2 separate regions of the Zea mays genome follow, and region 2 is linked to region 1. The links are chromatin contacts, called in public Hi-C maps. All regions are on one chromosome and are shown on one strand. Each heading gives the region's core, a stretch centred on a gene start, on an enhancer-like site or on the middle of the called end of the contact. The rest is flanking DNA. Distances are from core to core; before and after follow the strand shown.

The links. A called contact is a pair of places that touch in the nucleus more often than the background predicts.
Region 2: a Hi-C map of ear shows a contact between it and region 1, with 1.7 times the contacts expected there. The contact joins the enhancer-like site here to the promoter of LOC100282916 in region 1.

What each region holds. Positions count from the first base shown.
Region 1 is chr9:41,990,060-41,996,664 of Zm-B73-REFERENCE-NAM-5.0, reverse strand. It overlaps LOC100282916 (Zinc finger protein CONSTANS-LIKE 9), which reads left to right and starts at 2,940. Exons shown (of 5, transcript NM_001155822.1): 1 at 2,940-3,161; 2 at 4,753-5,443; 3 at 6,113-6,313. The coding sequence starts at 4,853.
Region 2 is chr9:42,810,871-42,817,475 of Zm-B73-REFERENCE-NAM-5.0, reverse strand. No RefSeq gene overlaps it. Among protein-coding and RNA genes, the nearest start is that of LOC100275732, 11 kb to the left of the region's middle. Within about 2 kb of position 4,040, at least 13 of the 20 cell types and tissues checked have an H3K27ac peak or open chromatin away from gene starts, as enhancers often do. A contact at or near this core is called in ear, where this site is marked.

The DNA of each region.
Region 1 (6,605 bases), core at 1,691-4,190:
TTAATGGCTTTTTGGTGGATAGGACGAACACAAAATAGATGTAGCTAAGGGTAAAGAATCCAACCGTGGCAACTGAGACTTTGATACCGGATGATGCGTCACGATGCCCGATCTTCACGACATAGGATCAATCTTCAGATAACTAGCTTCGAAGAAGCCAAGATAACTTGTTGCAAGCAGCGATAACTAGTGCAACCTTACAAATAAAATTAGAAACCAACCACCGTCTTTAACCGGCAACCTGAATCGAGGATTCACCCAACCACACTCTCAAAGAACCAACCAATGGAACCTACAATCAATCGAGGAGACATCGAAGGGAGTAGGAGCACCACTTGGGAGCGGATGAAGCCACCGCTTCTGCAATCCCGCGAAGGAATTCACAAGAGCAAAGGGGTAGAGATCACTCTCAATATTTGTTAGCACACAACGGAACAAAGGGTTCTGTTTTTAGATTATCCAAAGCTGCTTTACATCATAGACATAGGGGGTATTTATACTAGCAACAGCCAACCTTAGAGAGGTATAAACACGAAAAGAAAGTATTTTAGCGTGCTAATGTAAAGGGTCCTCTTCGGGAGATCTCGAGAGCTAAATTCCGTGTGGCTGTTTGACTTCTGCGCAACCTTCAGTATTTTGATAATAACTTCTCTAGGGAATCTCCAAATGACGTGGGGCCAGATGCGTTGGAAAGCTGACTTGATAATCTTTCTCACCATGTATAGCATGCTTAATGAAACTTCGTAGAATGATGTAGTTTAATACGGAAACTTGGTCATCAAACAGATTGTTGACCTTCTGACCAGTCAGCACTAAAGTAGGTCGTCCACGCTTTCGGGTAGATTTGATTAAGTCATCCTTAGAAGCTTTAGAAACTAGACTTCAAGAGCTTTCCATAAAGTACTTATGAGCCTTCATAGCTTTTGGGAATCAAAAGATATGACTGTTTCTTCTGGACGGTTCTATTGCGCTCGACTGATTCGAACATAGATCTTCTTTCTGATTCGCCCTTGATATGTTTTGTCGTTCCTCTTTGGTGAACCTAAGCAATATCAACATACACGACTTAAGTAGCATAAAGTTCTCATTAATGTTTAATTGAAATTTATAAAGTAGCGCGTGCACCTCTTACTGTAGTTTCTTAGCTCGGCTACGTGTAATTGGTCCATCAAAGACTTGAGCTGGTGATGATGTTGGTTGTACTTAAGTTGATGTAGTATGACTTGAGGGTTGTAACATGTTGATTAATGGCGTGGTCGTATTAGATGACCTTCTCCCTTTAATTTACCTCTAGATTTGAGATAAATTGAGAGGACGAAGGGCCCATAGTTTTAATTATATTTACTTGTTTTGACATTTCTTAGGAATTAAAGCAAGTGACCAGCATATGCTAAACAATAGGTTCGATTGAAAACACTCATTATAAGCGGCTACTGCAATACACTAGTGAATCTATAATGCTCGTTGTATCTTCTCAGGGGATGTTTGAATGCACTAAAGCTAATAGTTAGTGACTAAAATTAGTTGAAACATCCAAACACCCTAGCTAATATTTCAGCTATTAGCTATTTTTGTAAATTAGTTAATAGTTAGGTAGTTATTTGTTAGCTAGCTAATTATACTAACAATTTTTAGCTAACTAAGTATTAGTTCTAGTGCATTCAAACACCCCTCAGTTTCGTCGTCTCGTGGAAGTCATATGATTCTATATTATCACATATGTATACATGCATTATTTCTATCTTAGCTAATTTTGACGTTTCAACTTCAAGAAATGAGAGCAATTCAATACTTTGCTTCATGTGGATGATCTTTTCAATTTTATATCGGTCAATAATATTAAAATCCTCTCTTAACTCGAATTTCTAAGGACAGATGTTTCTTCTTCCAAGAGGCTTGAAGCTATTTTTTGTCTATTAAAAACACGAAAAATACAATTTGCTTCTCACTCGTATAAAAAAACATGAAAGCAAGAGACCATTTTTTTAAAGAAGACCACACAAAAAAATTGTTCCTTAATAAATTTTGAAGTGTCTTTTTCTTTAGGATAAATAACTATTCAAAGTCATACAACAACCTAACCATGCAGGGACGAAGCCTAGCCAACCTAACCATACAGAGACCGACTCAGAACTTTATTTAGAAGGAACTAAACTAAACCTCTATACTTCCTCTTCTACATTATACTTCCTTAGTTCTTTTTATTTGTTATGTTTTAGTTTAAAAATGAACTAGTGAATGATAAATATTCGAAAACGTAGACAGTAATGTATACTCTTCTAAATTTTAGAGAAACTCCAGTAGAACTTTATGGTCTCAGGAACAGTAAGACGGTAGGAGGCTCGACTGCCGCCCGCCTCACCGCTGTCTCACTCCCTGTAACCATAGTATACTAGTCTACATGCATCCAGCCGGAGTCAGGGAAAAAAGCCAGCCGTTGGCGCGCTAATCAGGCCAGGCCAAAATGGCCAAATGAGCAAGCAGGCCACTGTCCGTCGGTGACGTGCGGGCCCATGAGCCAGAGAAGCAACCCACCTGTACCAGTACGGCAGTACTAGTACCGCGGACAAGTCGAAAAACCCTGCGCACCGCTCACTGCTTCACCTTTTGCGCAACAGTTCCCACCGGATCGAGCCCAAGAACAAATCACTGACTCGTTGGGTCCACCTTTGCTGGGACCATCAGCTAGTGACGGTGGCGTGCCACGGACCATGTGCCCGAGGCCGCGCATGTCAAAACGAGATGGCCGGGGGTGGGGGGCGCTGCAAACGTGGCGCGGGCCCGGGCTCCCTCGCACCCCCTTATCCTCTGTGGCAGAGGGAAATGACGCTCTTACCCTCGAAAAAGCGCACAAAAGCGCACCGGCGTGGGCCCCGCCACCTCATCCTCAGCAAATTTTTCCTCTACGCTACCAGTCTACCGCTAGCCTGCCTGCCCTCAGACTTCCTCTTTCTTCCCCTTCTCAGCCTTTCCCTCTCTTCTCTGCTCTTTGCATCTCTCTCTTGTTCCTCCCTTCCTCTCTCTAAAAAAGGGTTCTGATCCCTTTCTAGAAGCTCCTGGGTTTCTGTTGCCGACCCGAGCTCCCCAGGGGCGCTCAGGAGGCGCCGAGCCGGCGACCGCTCCGGCGGATCTGAGGAGCCGCCGCGGTCGCTTTGCCTCCGGTGAGTTATTCTTCCTCTCCCTTGGCGCGGGATTTTTTATGTGGGGTCGACCTCTTCCCTCGGATTCGCTGGCTCCAATCCCAACGTCTGATTCAGCAAATACGTATCATTTTGTTACCGGCCGCTTTATCGTTCCCCTTTCCTCTTTCCGGTGATCCCGATGCAGCTGCGATTTTATGTCTGTTTGTGTTTCAGACTGGGTTGATGCTGATTTATGGTGTTAGAAATGGCTGTTTGTATTTTTTTCTTCGTTATATTTTGTTTTGCTTTGTTGTATACTTGTATTTGTTTTCAGTTTAATATATGGGAGACATGAATCCTGTAAGAAAACTGCTTGTTTTTTTCCCTTGGCCTAAACGACCATCGTATTTGCCGCCTCACGCAGTCACGCTCTAACTCATACTGGTTTTTCAGTGCTCAAATTACATACAAAATTCCATTTAAAAAATAAAAATTGTTTCTCATATGAATAATCAAAACATGTTCTTTTAACTATATCCAGTCTTAGGTGCAAAGATGTGAATCTAATGCTTTAAGAAATGTTTATACTTATAATCCTTTTGTTATTGATAAGGGCAATCTTTTTGTTATGCATCCGTATGAGCACACTTACTGGAAATATTTGCATTTTTCCTTCCAAATATAGTTTTTTCAAAAAAAGTCAACTTCACTTCTTGCTTTGCACACATAAGATTTCCTTAGTCTGAAAACTTCTAAACAACTCATGAATTTATTTTGCTGGTGAAAAGGTTACCCTCTGTTAGCTTAAATAAAATTATCACCGAGCTCTGTTTGTTGGCTCATTTCATTGGTCCAATCATTCATGTTTCATATGTTTCCTCCCTACCATAGTATTGCGCTGTGTTGGTTGCTTGGAGAAGTTGGATATTATATAATAGGATTTACTAAGAAATCACTGTCAGGGATGACTAAGAATTGTGTCTTACGTCTTATGCTGGCTGGCTTCCATTTTTTTACACATTATCTCTTCTAGGATTCGTAGTACCTAGTGACCTCGTGGGACATATACTCGCATTCTTGCAAGCACTTAGTGGGGGCTTTGAATTATAATATGCACGGAGAACAGAAGATTTCAAGACTTGTTGCCTGCACTTTTGTAGTGGGTTTCGCAGTTCTTTATGCCCTGGTCGGCAAATTGAGGCTGAGTCCACTGATTTATGAGTCAATTGATACCTAGAACTGTCTCATTGCAGATGGCGGCTACATGTCCTAATTAGGAAGCAAATCTTTATTATCCTTGATATTTATATTGCTTGTAGCTGATGTAAGATGTTGATGGGTGGAACATGTTTGATTGTTTCTCTTGGATTAAGTTGAAAAAAAAAACAACCTGTTGTTTGGGTGGATGCCATGGTCAGAGTAACTGCCAGTAACAAATTTCTGTCATCACGTCAGTGTCATTCTATCATGTGCATTTCTCTAACACGATGTATGGGTACTAGACTACTAGTTCATAAAATAATAGTTGCGATAATTACTGATAAAATATTATTCATATGCATGTTGTAAAAGAGCCAGAATGATTACTGATGTAGTAGTAATTCTTTTTAATAGTTGCGATACTGCACAGGTTCCTTGTAAACTATTGATTGGGAAACACTCTGAAGAAGAGTTTGTTGGCTGCATAACATCTCCTGAAGCTGGTTTGAAGTTTGCTGATAGGAAAGATCATGGGCGCTCTCTGTGATTTCTGTGGGGAGCATAGGTCTATGGTTTACTGCCGATCAGATGCAGCATCCTTGTGTTTATCATGTGACCGTAATGTGCATTCAGCTAATGCTCTTTCTCGGCGTCATACAAGGACACTTTTATGTGACCGGTGTGCTTCACAGCCTGCTATGGTCCGCTGTCTAGCAGAAAATGCCTCGCTTTGCCAAAATTGTGATTGGAATGGCCACATTGCAGGATCCTCATCTGCCGGACACAAAAGGCAGACTATAAATTGCTATTCAGGATGTCCATCGTCTGCAGAACTTTCTAGAATATGGTCCTTCGTTTCAGATATTCCTAATGTAGCACCTGAGCCAAACTGTGAGCAAGGAATAAGCATGATGAGCATCAGCGACAGTGGTGTCAGTAATCAAGATAATGCTGCAGGGGACAGTATTTTGTTAGATATAGCTAGTGCAACACTTGTAAGTGATATTGGTACTTGTGACAAGCTTTTGGTAGGTTCCTCTTCAGGAGCTGGAGTGAACCTACTTCCACTGGCTACTGGTCAAACAGAAACAGCTGGATCTGTGGATTCCACACCAGATAAGGTGCTTTAAGGCTATTCACTTATCCCTGGTACCTCATACATAGAATTAGTTATTCACCTCTGCTGCTGCATATTCTACCTCCATGTGCAATATATGTAAGATGGACAATGACTTTGCTACCGACAGTTGATGGTTATCATTTGTCATGTCACATAATTGTTTTCCTTTTATGGTCTTTTGTCTGCTTTGTATTTCATTTGGTTTACTTGATGAACAATAAGATAAAACAATGAATTATGAACAAAAGAATTTCTAATAAGTTTATAAATAAATCTACTGTGCCATGCATGAAAATACTGATGTTGCTAAGATCGTATAAATAATTGCATATCCCTGTCTATCTAAAATGGAAAACTGGGAATAATATCTACATTTTTTTATTTTCACTATGTGGCAGCCACATATGAATCTTGTTCAGATGCTATTTATGTTACCTAGCCACCACCTTAGTAAGCCCTAGGATGGACAATCTGTATATTAACAATTCCCTTCTTGCCTTCTTTTGGTGTGATAATTCACAGATGCAGTACGATGAAAGGATTTATTGTATCTTGTCATTTGTTATTTCGCTATATGGCATATTCCAAATTTGTAGGCCTTTTCCCATTGTAGCATGTCTTTTCAAATGATAGTCTGTCACTAACATATTCACAGGATTCCTGTATGCAGGTTCCCTATACGCCAGATAAAGATATGTTCAGTAAGGACAGCATATATGAAGATTTTTGTGTGGATGACGCTGACCTTGCTTTCGAAAATTATGAAGAACTCTTTGGTACCTCTCATATTCAAACAGAACAACTCTTTGATGATGCTGGAATAGACATTTACTTTGAAATGAAGGAAGCACCTGCTGGGAATTCCACTGAGGTTTGTAGTTTGCTAATGAATATTTTTTTCTTAATCCGTTACAATCATTCACATCCATGTGCACATGCACTTCTCATAGTGTTGGTGTTCTCTTTGCTATGCCAATTAACTGAACCAATTCTGTAGTCCTCCCAATTTGTGTAACTTATAAGCCGTTCATTTTCCTGTTAACTCATCAAAATTGAACTGTGTGATAAGTTTTTCCAGGTGCAGTTTAATTTTTAGTTTGGGAAGGGCAGGCCTGGTGCAGTGGTAAGAGTTCTCACTAAGTCACCAGATCACGGGTTCGAAG
Region 2 (6,605 bases), core at 2,791-5,290, 820 kb before region 1:
CAAACGAACGGGCATCAGGTGATCTCGGCCACCCGATCACAGATCGACCGTTGAGATTAGATCTGAGCGCGAGCGCTGACAAGCGGACCAATGAGGTTAGCGACTGGGAGGGAAGGCAGACTGACTAGTCGGGCCCAACGCTAGGGCGCAGGCAACTAACAGGTGGAGCCTAGCAGCAGCGTGCGTTCACACGAAGCGGTATCTAGAGATCTGGACCGCTGGATCAGGGACGAACGGTTCAGATCTGTCGCACAGGGGTTAACGACTCGGTGGCCGGCGCTGCTCCTGTCCGCGGCGGCGTGGTCGCCGGAGACAGGACAGACGCGGCCTTCGGGGGTCTGGGGGTCGCTTGGGTTGGTCGGAACTGGCGAGGAGGGCTTGACGAACTCAGTGGCAGCGCTCCGGCCATGAGACCGGGATCGGGGAAGAGAGAACAGCGGAGGAGGTGCTTCGGGCGGGTTGGGATAACTTCGGCAAGGAATCCCGGCCGCAGGGAGGAGGAATCGGGCACGCTAAAGCTCGGACTAGCTCCGGCGAGGGAAGGGGAACGCTATGGACCACAACCGGGGCTTGGGACGGGGCTAATTTGACCGGACGCCGTGTGGGCGCGACTGAGCTCCAGCGAACGCAAATCAACTATGGAAGGGCAGAATTATGGCAACCAGAGCACGAGAGCGAGTTCCTCACCTCAAGACGACGCTGGGGGCTTGGCACGACTCCTGGTGCCTTGGACGGCCGGCACGGCGAGCGCCGATCACCTGCGAGCTCTGGCGGCAAAGTTAGAGCGCTACAGAGGATGAGCATGGGCGAAACGAGGCAGGGGAGAGAGAGCGAGGGCGGGCGGGGCTCAAAAAGGAGCTGGGGCGAGTGGGCAGGCGACGTGGCCGGACTTCTCGGCGTGCGTGCGCGCGCGTGTTAGCGGCGGTTGCGGGCAAGACGGGGCTGACAGAACTAGCCCACGGCGCAGAGGCACGACACGTGGAGTGAATGTGCAACGACGCTGACGAGGCGGGCCCGCAATGTAGAGAGAGAGAGAGAGAGAGAGAGGGCACACAAGTGAGGGGAACTGGCGCTGACAGATCGGCCCCACCGGGCAGAGGGAGAAAGGGAGCACGGGCGCATGAGGCTGGGCTGACGCTGACAGGCGGGGGCCGCCTGTCAGGGAGGGGGCGGGCGCGCTGGCGCCCGGGGCTGGGCCAAACTGGGTCGAACTGGGCTAAAATGGTTTTTCCTTTTTTCTTCTGAATTTCTAATTCCTTTTTGGCACGCGAGTGAGGGGAATTGGCGCCGACAGATCGGCCCCACCGGGCAGAGGGAGAAAGGGAGCGCGGGCGCATGAGGCTGGGCTGGCACTGACAGACGGGGGCCGCCTGTCAGGGAGGGGGCGGGCGCGCTGGCGCCCGGGGCTGGGCCAAACTGGGTCGAACTGGGCTGTAATGGTTTTTCCTTTTTTCTTCTGAATTTCTAATTCCTTTTTTTATTTTCTCTACGGAATTCAAATCAAATCAAACCACAATTCAAATTCAAATAATTCAAACATGTGCATCAACCAAAAACAAAGTTTAAGCTCAACATGATGCAAACATTCATATCTCCCTAGTTTTAATATTCTAAAGAAAATAATATATCTCTCACATAATTAACCCAAAATTCTATTAAAGAGAATGGAAAAGAAAAACTATAGAGGTGAGAAAAGGAGTAACACCTGAATTTGATAGATATTAGAGAAGAAATTTTATACCCCTAAATTTAGGGTATTACAAACATATTCCCCTTAAAAAGAATCTAGCCTTAGAGATTCAGGGTTGGCTAGAAAAGAGCTCCGTGTATTTGGCTTTTAGATCATCTTCTCTTTTTCAAGTTGCTTCTTTCTATGAATGATGGACCCACTTGACTTTGCATATCCTGATGGTGCTTATTCGAGTAACCCTGTCTGATGTCTCTAGAATCTGAGTTGACTTCTCGATTTATGTTACGTCTTCTTGAACCTTGAGATCCTCGGTTGGCAATTGCTCTTTTGGCACTCGCAAACACTTATTCAGCTGAGACACATGGAACACATCATGCACGGCTGACATCATGGAACACTCAGCTCTCTTCTTTGGGTGTCATCATAACTTCGCTGTCTTGATTGTGCTGTCTTCAAATTCTCTCGAACCATTCTGATATTCTCTTCGGCTTCAAGCAAAATGTCTGGACCGAACACCTGCCTTTCGTCGGGTTGGTCCCAGTGCAACGGAGTTCGACAATTCCTCCCATAGAGTACATGGAACGATGACATCTTCAAACCGGTCTGATAGCTGTTGTTGTAAGAGAATTCTGTATAAGGTACCATTTTATCCCAACCTGACTTATCCTTCAAAGCACAACCTCTCAACATGTTTTAGGATCTGGTTGGTCCTTTCAGTCTGACCATCTCTATGTGGGTGATAAGCTAAACCGAACTTCAAGTGCGTGCCCAAACTTCATGCAAATGCTGCAAAAAATGAGAAGTGAATCTGGTTCCTCTGTCGGAAACTATCTTTTTCGGAACACCATGCAAGCATACAATCTGGGACATACATAGTTATGCCAACACTGCACTATTATAGGTGGTCTTGACTAGTATGAAATGAGCCACCTTTGTTAAGCGGTCCACTACTACCCAGATGGAGTTATAACCGGCTCGAGTGCGAGGCAAACCGACTTAAAGTCCATCCCAATCTCATCCCACTTCATTGAGAAATTTGTAACGACTGCAACAAACCTGCGGGCCTTTGATGCTCCGGCTTAATTCTTTGACAACTATCACATATAACAACTTACTCTGCGATCTCCATTTTCATACCGTACCACCAGAATATTTTCTTCAGGTCTTGGTATATCTTGTCGCTGCCAGAGTGTATGGAATAAGCTGTCTCATGAGCTTACTTGAGAATTAGCTCCCGAATCGATTTGATGTCAGGAATACACATCCCATCTTTGAACCATACTACAGTACTACACCTTCCGCGTCTTCACGAAAATCTTTTCCTTTCCCATCTAAGATCAGCTGTCGAATTTCATTGATCTTTTCATCATTTTTTGGCCATCTTTAAAATCTTGTTCAAGAGTGGGTTCCAGCTCATTTGTCACTCCTTGGGTGCTGTTTAGAAATCCGAGACTCAGACTGTCGAATTCCTTCGCTAGTTCATATGGCATCGGATCATCGACCATCATGTTGACTTGACTCTTCTCGCTCAAGGTCTCTGCAACCATATTAGCTTTGCCTGAGTGATAATGTATCTGCAGCTCATAGTCTTTGATCAATTTCAGCCATCTTCGTTGCCTCATGTTTAACACTGACAGTATGAATATATATTTAAGACTCTTATGGTCTGTATAAACATCACACTTCTGCCCATACAAGTAGTGCCTCTAGATCTTCAGTGCATGAACCACTGCTGCCAACTTGTAACACCCTAAATCCATCAATTAAAAGTAGTTTAATTTCTAAATTTGTAATAGAAAGGAAAAATATATTGGCTTCAAATGATGAATGGGTGATATAAATAAATTCATCAATTTCTTGAATAGTAAAATTTTTACTGAATGTTTGATGCATTCATGCCGAAGCATAAATTTTGTTCGAGTTGATTTGAGAATCCAATTTTTAGATTCAATTCTCTGGAAAAAAATACACATTTACTAAACCCTAAACTCTAAACTAATGATTTTAGAAAGCGTGTATTTTTATTTGTTAATAATAATCTTGAGATTATTTTGTTTTTAGAAATATATATGATATTTTTTTGAAATTATCCTTAGCGTGGATTTTTTAAAAATAATAAGTTGCTAAATATTATTTTTCTGGAAAAATAATCATGTAATATTGACTTTATCTTAATTTTTGGATTTATTTATAATTTTGGATATATATATATATATATATATATATATATGCATATAACGTTTGTTGTTTAAACAAAAGAAAAGAAAAGTGAACGCAAGTCCACCAGACGATCGAATAGGCTTAGCTCAAGGCCGTTCGGCCAGTACTGTCTCCCAACCTCCCCCTTGTCTCTCAGTCTCTTATTAGCGGGCCCCACTAGTCAGGACGTCATCTCCTTCCTCCAGTGAATCTGCTCCTGTGTTCTTAACGACGGAACTCGCCCTTGCTAGCGCGTCTTGCTTCTCCCGCTAGCCAGACCTCGTGTATGTCCATCTGCGTTATGGAGCGTACCACCTCACCGGTCGTTCCCCTCCCTCCTTCGAGCCACCGTTTCCTCTCCCTGCTAGTGCCGGCCACTACCGCCATCTCTAATAATGGTTGACCCCTTCGATTCCTATTCCCTAATGTCCGTTTTCCCTGCTCGCCTCTATAAAAACATCACCGCGCCTCGTAGAGCCGATTGCTTGTCTCCTCGCACCTCCAACTTCCTGCTTGCTGCTCGCGTAACCAGCTCGTCGCCACCCTTGCCGTCCGCTGTTGTCGTCACCAGAGAACAACCCCTGCACCTAGCTCGCCCTGCGCCAAAGATCTTCGCCGCTGCCGCCAATGCTGAGCTGTGCGTCGAGCCTCGCCCCTGCAGTCTGTTCTCTACTCGCACCCTTGCTGTTCGACGCTTGTCAAGCTTGCTCTGCTTGCTGCTACTCGTGGGACGCTCACCATTGCCGTTGTCCGCGCTGCGACGACGTGCAGCTGCCTCGCCACTCCATGTTGTCTGTTGCCTCGTGCACGCTTGCTGTGTCCCTGTTCGCCGATAGTTGTCTGTTTGTTGCTATCGACCTCGTTGAAGCCCCATCGCCGGTGCCCCATCCGTCTCTGCTCTGTGTCGACCAAAGGTAGAAAAAGTCAAAATTGAAATATACTTCTGCTGACTATATTTAATAGCATAACTAGCCTAGCGATATTTTTCAGTTCATAGAATAATTATTTAGAGTGCAAATAATTTGATTATTGTGTTGTTCACAAGTTTATACAAAATACTTGATGCTAGTATACGCAAAACTTTACATATATGTTTTATTCATTTAAATTTGTAGTTATATTCAATTTATACGTACTCATCAGATTAAGAAATTTAAAAAAAATTATAGCTTATAACAAAGAAAATAAAATATAATTATTTATAATGACATGTTGGTCACTTGTTATCAAATGCTGTAAATCAAGAACAAGACAACATAATTGTTAAGTTTTAAGAATCTTCGTCTTCCGATGCATTATCTTCATATGGGTATAATGCTCATGAGACGAAGGTCAAGAAGAATATACCTTCATCATTTAATACGTGAATAGGAATGCGAAAGGATAAATATAGTAACTGCATCTCATTAATTCATTTATATTTGCATTTCTCAAAACATATATGAATATTAACAGTATTAATATTACATTGATACCTTCGGCTTGCTCGAAGGTGAAGACGCAAGAGAGTGATTGCCAATCAGCGTGAACAGTACGGTGTTACTGTTAATCTATTTATAGGCACGAGACGCAATCCGGGTAAAATTACATTTATGACCCTCAACATTTATCTATAGACAACCTGAAATTCTAAGGTCTATCTGGTCTTTTCTTCTTCTACTTGACTTGAACCGAAGTTGACGGTAGCTTTGGCATTTGGCAATATTGCTTCTATGCAAGGTCTTCGTCTTGAGAACCTTCGACCGAGGAAAAGAGGACCTCTGTATCACTTTGCCGAAGGTGTTTTTGCCTTGAAGACCTTCGGCGGAGAAAAAGACCCTCAATAGTAGCCACTTCGCGATACTAGATCGTTTTTTCGTAACGAGCTTGGTCCACAAAAATACGAAGGCTTCGGAATGCCGAAGGTCCGAAAAACATCTTCCCTGAGCTTGTTATCAAAAAACGATTAAAATATTCCGAGCGTTGGCCGGTCCACCATTCAGTCAGTATACGTACTCCGCGGTTCGCCTTCTTCTCCTGCAACACTATATAAATAGACAGGTTGGTGAGAAGTTACCACAACATTTATTGCCATTGCACTGTTGTGCTGTTAAAATTTTTAATCGAAGTCGAAGCTTTCTGCATTGCGCTTTCGAACAAGCACTTCGTCACTCGAAATCAGCTTCGTCTTAAGAAAACTGAAACCTGAAATGACCAGAGTAAGATCTACTGTTAGGGTGTCCTATGAGGGGGACGAAACTGAAATGACTAAAATAGCGCCCATATCAGAAATGATGAGGTGCTCTGGTCTAGTTGTGCAAGAGGGACCTACTGCCGAAGATACCCGCAATGTCGAAGCTGAACAGACCGAGGCTGAGGTCGGGAGTGGCAATGAGAGTGAAGAGGACAATAGCATTCTGAGCCCAACCAAACCTAGTCACATTGAATTTAGAAGATCCACCGTGACAGCAGAGGACTTGGTTGTGATGAAGAAGTTAGGGTACTATGGAGAAAATGAAGATGGATTGATTCGCTTTGCTGGGGAAGAAGTAATTCCGGAGCCAAAAGATGACGAGGTTGTTGTATTCAAGAGTTTCTTCAGGGCGAGGCTTCGGTTCCCCCTGTACGATATGATAGGGGAAGTTTTAAAAAGATTTGAAATATATCTCCACCAGCTGACCCCAAATGCTATTGTTAGGCTTAGCATTTACATATGGGCTTTCCGAAGTCAGGGTAA